2 separate regions of the Zea mays genome follow, and region 2 is linked to region 1. A link is a contact called in public Hi-C data. All regions are on one chromosome and are shown on one strand. The core of a region is the stretch at or near the end of the contact, and the rest is flanking DNA. Distances in the headings are between cores, read along the strand shown. Region 1 holds the start of LOC100856943 (dopamine beta-monooxygenase). Region 2 holds the start of LOC100280675 (60S ribosomal protein L37a).

Evidence for each region. A called contact is a pair of places that touch in the nucleus more often than the background predicts.
Region 2: a contact with region 1 is called in a Hi-C map of leaf, with 5 times the contacts expected there. The contact joins the promoter of LOC100280675 here to the promoter of LOC100856943 in region 1. A contact is called at or near these places in 10 of 25 Hi-C or Micro-C datasets (bundle sheath, ear, endosperm and 4 more).

Annotation. Positions count from the first base shown.
Region 1 is chr8:68,100,301-68,105,216 of Zm-B73-REFERENCE-NAM-5.0, forward strand. It overlaps LOC100856943 (dopamine beta-monooxygenase), which reads left to right and starts at 1,866. Exons shown (of 3, transcript NM_001254829.2): 1 at 1,866-2,287; 2 at 2,968-3,364; 3 at 3,457-4,082. The coding sequence starts at 2,117. The coding sequence ends at 4,004.
Region 2 is chr8:68,437,599-68,442,514 of Zm-B73-REFERENCE-NAM-5.0, forward strand. It overlaps LOC100280675 (60S ribosomal protein L37a), which reads left to right and starts at 2,009. Exons shown (of 5, transcript NM_001154551.3): 1 at 2,009-2,152; 2 at 2,918-2,976; 3 at 3,074-3,162; 4 at 3,646-3,728; 5 at 3,806-4,074. The coding sequence starts at 2,925. The coding sequence ends at 3,869. LOC100304289 (Eukaryotic aspartyl protease family protein) reads right to left here. Exons shown (of 2, transcript NM_001165731.2): 2 at 4,786-4,916. The coding sequence ends at 4,898.

The sequences.
Region 1 (4,916 bases), core at 616-3,115:
AATGTTCCAATAGACTCGCCATCTTCTTCGCTTCATCTCGCTTGGCATCAGCTTCACTCCGCTCGGTATCTTTGCCGAGGCTGTGGCACTCACCATCTCTCCACACCTGCCCTCCACTACCATGCTTCGTGCGCGCTCTCCCGTCCTCCGTTGCCACGGTTTGCTCGTGCTCTCCGGTCATCCCGCTCTCTCGATCTCGACAGCGTCGGCTCGTCCGCTAGAGGCAGGGCAAGGCTAGAGAGTGCGGGCACCTGAGCCGACAGTAGTGGGGCTAGTTTGTCATCGCCTACCGCGGCACAGGCGACAAGGGGAATGGACTGAAGAACGACGGATGCCACGAGCCCACGACTAGCGAGGGGACAAGAACGAGGGGGCAATGGCAGAGGCGGTGCTCCCGGAGCGACCTGTAGGACATCCTCCTCTTGGCTGGTTACGATAGCATCTACATGTGCTTTTTCTCGAGCATCTCTCAGTACTGGTGCTTGCTCTAGGCGTTTATGCTCGGCAAGTTCTTGGAGCACATCGTCCAAATGGCTCGAATGTCCCCAAGGTACTCGATGAAATGTCAAAAACGAGTTTATTTTGTCTGCTACCTTTTCCTCCGTATGTGATTACGTGTCCTTCCATCACATGTACTGGTCAGCTCTCATTGCAACTGTGGAGGTAGAAGAAGAGGTGAGGAGCGGAGATGACAAGTTTTCCTACAGTTTGTTTGAGCAGAAATACGAGTTGGAGGGAAGAAAACAAGATTTAGAGAGTCTGCTAGTTTATCTTACCATTTGAGAAGCTTTCTATTTTCTATTTTTCAGCGACCACATAAAAGTCTAAATTTAGTTAAGATTATACCTAAACTCTTGGAGTTGCTCTCTGCGAGATTCAGAACCGTGTCTGGTAGCCGATCGAGTTGACGCCTGGGCTGAAAACGAGCTGAGCCGAGCCCGGCTCGGTGCAGTTGCGAGGCGAGCCAGGCTCGGATCGGTCATGTTGCAAGCCTGACCGAGAGGCTCAGCTCGGCTTGGTAACGGCTCGCGAGCCAGCTCGAGCCAGCTTGCAAGTCTCACACTAAATCATGTTTAGAGTATAAATTATATATTTTTTATTATATATAAGATAAAAAAATTATGTATACTATATTTTTAGACTACAATATAAGTGTATCACGTATTAAATTCAAGAATTTCATTAAAATAGTTTAAAACATAATAATAATAATAATAATAATAATAATAATAATAATAATAATAATAATAATAATAATAATAATAATAATAATAATAATAATAATAATATACTCGACGTTGTTAGCTCGGCTCGCGAGCTAGACCGAACCGGCTCGGCTCGCAGTTCTGACGAGCCGTAAAAACAGGCGTCATCTCGGACTCGTTTTGGCTCGCGAGTCGAACCCGAGCCGTCTCGTCGAGCCCGAGCCAAATTTCCACGCCTATTGACGCCATCACTTTTTCACCTCCAAGAAAGTTGGCCCCGTACACCATTATGTACTATTACTTCCCTACAATTTTTTCACAGCTGAAGCAACCAAAATGTTTATCACCTGATCTTCCACTACACACTCTTCATTCCCACACCCTTCGCTTCTCACTCCAGGAAACCCACATGTTTCCAGCAGTACACGAGTGGGTGCGCGAGTGCTCTTTTTCCTCCCCTTCCTTTCGCGGCCTTTGCACTCCACCGGACCAGGACACGGTCACCACTTGAACCGCTTCCAGATCTGGAGCCGGCATGCCACTGTGACGCAGACACGGCCGAGAGGGACACCCAACCCAGCGGCGGCACCAACCGTTGCTTCACAGGCACCAATCATAAGCTGGCTGGGCTCCGAGATGCACCACTAGCGACACATCACCCACCCAGTGAGATCGCCAACCCAACGCAAACGCATCGAGGAATAGAAGAAGGCGAGGATAAAAAGAAAACTTTCGCACCACCAACTCACACTGACCGCAACTTCCCAACAATCTCGGTCCCTCCCTCCCTCCTCCCTAAACTCCCCAGCAACCCGCGGCCGAGCCCCGTAGTCCGTGCACCAGTTGTCTCGCGTCGTCGTCGTCGCCGGGGCTGCAGCCTGCAGGCAGCGACCTAGCTAGGAACGGGTGACATGGCGCGTGCGGCGGCGTCGGTGGCCGCGGCGCTGCTCGTCGTGCTCGGCGTGGCAGCGTCGGTGGCGACGGCGCAGATGGAGACCTGCAGCGGCGACCTCCCACCCGTGCTCGCCGCCAACTACTCCGGCCTGGCCTGCCAGCCGGTCTGGAACAACTTCGTGCTCCGGGTACGTACGTGCAGTGCACGCGCGCGCCGTCGCCATGCCTGTCCGCACTCCGCAGTCCGCCTTGCTGCTTTCTGTTGCTGTTCGGTGCAGCGCCAGTGGTTCGGTTTCTGGGGCTTGGGATCTCGCGAGAACAGCCAGGGGTGGGTGGATCTTGTTGCCTGCAGGCTGCAGGCGAGATTGCCACTCAGATGCTCTGCTTGCGTTGTTGCTTGTTGAACTTTCAGCATAGCAAAGCCTTTCCAGCGGCTGTAATAAATCGATAGCTGGTAAGGGATTTCTAGCTAAACGACGCAGCATTCTAGGCAGCAACCTGCAATGCGGAAATCCTCAGGATCAGAAATCAGAATCCGTTTTGGAGGTAGCACAGTAGCAGAGCCAATAGAGCTGAAAGCGTACAGTTCAGATAAAGGGGACCAACAGGCAACGTGCAATTGCATTATTGATCTACCTATCTATCATCAAGCACGACAAAGAGAGTAATGCAATAGTTAAAAAAAAGATCCTCGGCTGTAGCTGTTAGTAGCATTATATTTCGACTATCCATCCAGATTGTTGTGATGAACTGTGGACAATCTATATAGCAAGCACAGCATAGAGTACATCTGCATGCAGCATTTCTGACTGACGTATGAACCAAACCATCTCCTCATGTATCCATCCATTGCAATTGCAATTTTCAGTACCACCAGGACAAGGACAACGTGCTGCGGGTGGTGCTGTCCACGATGTACAGCACGGGGTGGGTGGGCATGGGGTTCTCCAGGGACGGCCTCATGGTCGGCTCCAGCGCCATGGTGGGGTGGATCGGCAAGAAGGGGCTCCCCCACGTCCGGCAGTTCGCGCTGCGGGGCAAGAGCAGCTCCAAGGTGGTGGTCGACCGTGGCTTCCTCGTTTCCAACGACCACGACCACACTGTCGTGGTGCAGCAGGCCAAGATCTACCTCGCCTTCCAGCTCAGGTTCTCCTACCGCCTCACCCACCAGCACATCGTCATGGCCTTCGGCAACAGCATCCCCGTCAAGAACAGGCTCACCAGGCACCAGGACAAGACCTCCTTCACCTTCGATTTCACAACGGGTACGTACGGTACGGTACAGCAGTCGGCTGAATGACACATTTTAGTGGCCAATCCGACCGTCGGTTGACATCGAAAACCACTTGAACTGCAGGCAGAGCTTCGGTGGACGGGTCCTTCCCATACGGCCTGCGGCGTGCGCACGGCGCGCTGAACGTGTTCGCGTGGGGAGTCCTGCTGCCCATCGGCGCCATCCTGGCGCGCTACTTCCGGCGGATGGACCCGCTCTGGTTCTACCTCCACGTGGGCGTCCAGCTCGCCGGCTTCATCATCGGCCTGGCCGGCGTCGTCGCCGGGGTGGCGCTGTACAACAAGATCCAGGCCGACATCCCCGCGCACAGGGGGCTCGGCGTCTTCGTCCTCTTCCTCGGCATCCTGCAGGTGCTGGCCTTCTTCCTGCGCCCCAGCGCCGACTCCAAGTACCGCAAGTACTGGAACTGGTACCACCACTGGGCGGGCAGGCTGGCGCTCTTCTTCGCCGCCGTCAACATCGTGCTCGGGATCCACGTCGGCGGCGCCGACAGCTCATGGAAGATCGGATACGGCTTCAGCCTGGCCGTCCTCCTCGTCGCCGTCGCCGCGCTCGAGTTCATGCTGTGGACGAGGTGGTCCAAGAACAGCACCGCCACCCCGACGTACTAGGAACCTGCTGCTGCACGTACCTTGTTGTTTTTCCGGGGTCGGATGATGTTTTGTGTTTGCCTTTGACCTTGTTTTTTTTTTGTTGTTGGTGGTGGTGGTGTATCTATATGATATATCCTTTGGAACTGCCTGCAATCGCGTCAGCGTGCGTTCAGGCAAGTGCACTGCCACTGCCCGTAGTTACTTCGTTCAGCACGCCTGGTGGTGTAGTGGTTTCTCTATGATTCTTTATTTGCCGAGGCATGTTATAGCCGTGTCTGATATTTGGCGACCTCTTCATGACTGCCGCCTTTGCAGAGTGGATTTTCTCCACACATGTACATGTGGCCATATATAAAGACTTGCCCTCAACTATCCATTTTGCTTTGAGGTTCGTGCTGGTAGAAGGAGAGAGAGCTGGAAATCAGCGGTTGAGATTCCTTGTGTGGCCATGTAAAATATCATAGGCACTAAAAGCTAAGCAACAATGTCCAAACTTGAATGTATAGTGTGTCTTGAACTCTTGTTGTTTTGTGTATTGCATACTCGAAGGCATGTATATATATATGTTCGGTAGCCTGAATTACATGTAAAGTACAAGTCATATTCTATCTTGAACACGTCTATAGATATAAACAATGATAGAGTTTGATCACTATACATCTAAAACAATGTAAAACAATGTCAATCTAAAACAATGTTTCATTACACATGATTTCACATTAGATCGCTAGGTGAAGTGTCTCAACACTAATATACATCATCTCACTCCAACACTCTCCATTTGCCTACCCATGGGGGTCAATATAGCCTCCTACAAAGAAGCATACGTTGGAACACTGCATATGCTGACAGTACAACCACTAGATGATATATGGCGGTCAATGGACCAATCTGATGCTATGCTCTCGTTACTAGCCATTACCAAGTTGT
Region 2 (4,916 bases), core at 759-3,258, 340 kb after region 1:
GCCCCTACTGAAATTTTATTAAAATTTTTAAAACGACAGAGTTAGAAGCATACAGGAAAGTAAATTACAAAATTTCAAAAGGGTAAAATTGACGGGATCTACTGCCAATGCTGAAGCCATTCAGGTATTGTCGAATCGAATCTTCCTTTAGCTCTAATCGTGACCAGATGTAAATCCTTTGCGAACTCATTTTTACAATGCTGCACTGTTGGGTCCTTATCCTGAAAAAGCCAGGCTTAGGGTTTTAGGGTTTAGGGTATTGTTGAGAAGGCAAATTCTGGCTGAGCAATAGTCTTGGCATGATCACAGCCGACTTTTTCCAGAATTGATACGACCCCACGGTCACAAGCGAGGCACAAAAATCCTCTTTGTCACTAAGAATTTATATGTCCACGTATTACATTGTAGATTTTACCGTTTATAAAGTGTAGTTTAAATATGAGTATAAGTATAGGTAAGCTGTTGGAGATGGTCTAAACAGAGTAGGGCTAGAGCTTTGTTAGGCTTCTGAATGGGTCTGGCAAAAAATAAAGATAACAAACTGATCTGTACCTTCACATGCACCGTGGAATTCCGCACGAGGTGTGTGTACCCGAAGAGGTTCCACACAAGAGGGGAACAAGGGCTTCCACCGTCAAAGGTGTTGTCGCTCTCAGAATGTTTTGGGGCCCCATCATTTCAAACTCAGGCTGCTCCGTGCTCCCTGCACATTTTCAGCTATCACAGATCTGTTGCCCTTCTGTAGGCTGTAGCATTCCACTTTTGCCCACCTTCAGCTTGACCATTGCGTGCTTGCTGAAATGCAATTCACCCGCTTCGAGCAAAGGAGACGGCATGACAGGGAGCTTTGGCTGGCTGCCCCTCACTCCCAGCATCACATTGACAGAAGGTCCTGGCAACTTTATTGTTTACATTATTAAAATAGATAGAGAAGAGTGTTTTTTTATATCTCGTTTTTCTCTCGTATGCCTTTTATATCTCGTCCTGTACGTACGTACTTATCTATCATACTACCAAATCTTCTATACTGTTTTAGTTTAGTAAATTTGATGTTTAAATTATTAAAATAGACAGAACAACGAAGAGGGAATCTTTTATATAAACACGACAAAAACATCTTCTATATTTAGAGAATTAGTTAGAGAGCGCTGCTTCAAATAGAACGGAAAGAATCTTCACTAAATATACCATATACAAAATAGTGAAGCCTCGTATCTCATCAATAATAAAAGATACTAAAATAGTATATTATCTTTGTGTTCAGTATAACAACTCCATCAAACCCAACATAGTTTTATCATAAGTTCGACAACATTAAATATTAAATGACAACATCATGCAATCACATCACACAAAATATAGCACTTGTAGCCCAAAAAAGAGTTCTCAACGACAATATACAACATTAGGATAGTAATTTAATTGTTCATCACACAATACTTAATATTTAAATATTTGAATCGTGTAAGGTGCTGGAGCATAAGGGACATCACTTATTCCTTCTCTTCTAATTTTATATGAATTATTTCTAATAATTCGGACTCGCATAGAAGCAGAGATAACATATTCATGCCTATCATACTCGATATAGATATAGTAAACTGACCAATAAAATACTTGTGGACATCAAAATTAGTCATATCCGTGCCTAATGGAATAATGCATCGTTTATTTCTATATGCTAGGTTCAAATTTCGGAGGGTGAAAATACATCCTAGTTAAATATCTCTTTTTTCTCTATTTTTTTTAGAAATTGTATCTTCATTCGAGTTCATATACCATCAATTAAACTGGCAGTAACTACTTCCCCCGGTTCGATCGAGGTCAGAGGTATAGTTTTGCATTTTTTTTTGGATTGAACAAAATATTTTAAAAAACGAATTTAAAAAAATAAGAAAATTAAAATCTCCGTGGTGTAGTGAGCCAGACCATAACACGCTTCTTATTTTCCGGCCTCAAAGAATGCTACACTGGCCTTGCAAACTTCGGGCCGCCAGAACTCTGGCCCAGAATCTACCGTCGACCAGAAGAGCCCTAGAAAACCCTAGTAGCATCCACAATTCCACATAACCTCGCCCGCGCCGCCTCCCCCACGAGACGCCTTCTTGCTCTCGCTTCCGGTGACGCCCGCCACTTCCTCCCCGACGAGATGGTACGTCGCTTTGGATGAAATTGTTTACTCTTGGGGCTGTTTTGATTCTGTTCGGCGTCTTTGAGAAATCATGACCTAATTAACTTGTTTAGCCTGTTAGTGCTCCTGCTAGTGCTTTCCGCAGCTGTCAGAAATCATTTATTCATAGTCTGACCGTGGGGATCGAAATTTAGCACTATTATGTGACTCATAGCCTGACCGTGGGATTTCGAAATCTGGCACTATTATGTGAATATTCTGACGGTGGGATTTCGAAATCTGGCAGTATTATGTTGTTTCGTGTTAAAATGTTTAATCTTGTTGCCGGTTGTACAGCCTCCATTAGTCCTTTTCGACCACTCCAAAACACATGTATCGGGATTGAGGTGCAAAACTCAATAGTTTTCCACACCAATTCGTCCCAATATATGTAGATTGGGTGGGTTAGCGTGCACCTAAACAAGCTCTACTGGCACTAAATAATTTTAATAAGTACAAGTGTGTAGTTGAATAGGTTACCGAAGTAGTAAGAATTCTGTGCTTTCTTCACATACATGCTTTGAGCGGTAATTACCATTCCACTCGAAAAGTTATGTAGCTTAAACTTTCCAACTAGATCTTAGCTATTGTTTACCATCTCCTAGTTTTGGGCAGTCGAAATTAATTTGCATAGGTTTTGCTCGTATAAATTGGTTTACTGGTTGCCTTGCCTCTGTCTATGCAATGTACCATGTTAACCAATGCAGAGTATTGTAGGTATCTGTCCATGTTTTCTAATTTTTTATGTTTTGTGATGATTTTGCAGACGAAACGCACCAAGAAGGCAGGAATCGTTGGCAAATATGGTACAGACACTGGACTATCTTTACTCATTGTTTTGCGATCCCATGTTCTTACCTTTGTATTCTGGTTGATAACTCTTTTGTTGTTGCTGTTATGTAGGTACCAGGTATGGTGCCAGTTTACGTAAACAGATCAAGAAGATGGAGGTCTCGCAGCACTCCAAATACTTCTGTGAGTTCTGTGGCAAGGTAAACTCATCGATTTTGTGATGCCTTGCTTTGATAATCACATGGCAAACTGGTCAATCATTTACGGTGCATTAGTTGAGTAACAGTTTTTTTTTGCTATTTTTAAGATGCACTATTGCTTATTTTTTAAACAATTATGTGCTATTGACTAATTCCTGTGTCTCCTTTTTTGTGGTAACAACAATGAATAGTGACCTGGTGAAATATGTTCTCCGACATTTGCAATAGCAATCTGTGATCGTCTTTCTGTCTTTCATATAGCTGTATTGATGTTATAACTTCTCTGAGATAGTTTATGCCTTATCTGAATTCTACTAGATAGTCGGTTAATGTCAAGGCATACGCATACCTTGCCAGACCTTTTCTGGGTTTTCACTGTTTTAATGAAACTCCTTTATGAATTATGTGCCATGTTTCTTTCTATTTGCTTTTTTGATTCTTACTTGTGCCATTGCCTTTTGTATGGCCAATACTTGACAACAGTTTGCCGTGAAGAGGAAAGCAGTTGGTATCTGGGGATGCAAGGACTGTGGGAAGGTTAAGGCCGGTGGCGCCTACACAATGAAGTATGTGATGATGTCCGGTTACTCTGTTTATATTGAATCCTCGTGTGTTTTCTAATTTTGTTACTTTGCATTTCCAGCACTGCTAGTGCGGTCACTGTGAGAAGCACAATCCGGCGCCTGCGGGAGCAGACCGAAGCATGATTGCGGGCAGCTTGAAAAGGAGTACCTGGATTTTTGTAGTTCAGCCAAGAGCCGTGAACCATTTTGCCTTTTTAGCTAAATGAACAAGAAATGTTTATCTATCTGTAGTGACCACTTTGTACTCATGGTTTGTCATGCTAAATTGATGGTATGCACTATGCAATGCAAATACTTGCGTAATCGTATGTTTTCTTGTGCTGCCGAACAACTTTGATGCTCTGTGATGGTTCTGGTGGTGTTTAGCTGCTGCTAGTATCGAGATCTGGGACATCGTTATACCTAATTGTTCATGCTACCATCTTACAGTATTTGTCAAACGAGGCAGCGGTTTCTGAACACCTAAGAGCAACTCCAGTAGTTCTCTAAAAGACTTTCTAAATTAATAATTTAGTTGTTAACATAAAAACTATTCTTCAACAGTTCTCTAAATGAACTTTCTAAATTTAACAACTTGTCATCTAACCTCATTTTGTCTCTACATTTGGCAACCATTTAACAACTTCCTAAACAAAAATGTTGACTGCATTATATAGTTTTTGTGACTTATTTTTTATGTGGATAAATAAAAAACAAAATTACAACCTATATTTAGAGAACTATCAGAGAACTCACATTTTTTTTTTACTCCAAAAGGCATTTAGCAACTTCTTAAATATGTGATTTAGAGAGCTAAAATTTACATAACTATTGGAGTTGCTCTAAGTATTATGTGAACCAAACAACATGTAAGTATTATTAGTTATGACATTAATTTGTGGCATGTTGTGTAAGCTGGGTTTGCAAAGTTCAGTCCGTTCTTGTTTCAGAATCTGTGTTGCGTATGGGCTCAGTTGTGTGGCCGGCTTTGCCAAAAAAAAAACCGACCACATGCGTACGTGCAGACTGCTGTTTAATTTCAGGTGAACGATTTCCCGTTGCGCTAAGAATCATCTTTTCATTTCATTCAGAAAAAAACCTCGTCACAAATTTTATCAATGCGATGCGATAGAGGAATCAATCATGCATTCGCGGCGTCCGTCAGCAAATCATCATAGGGCGCAGCGCGTG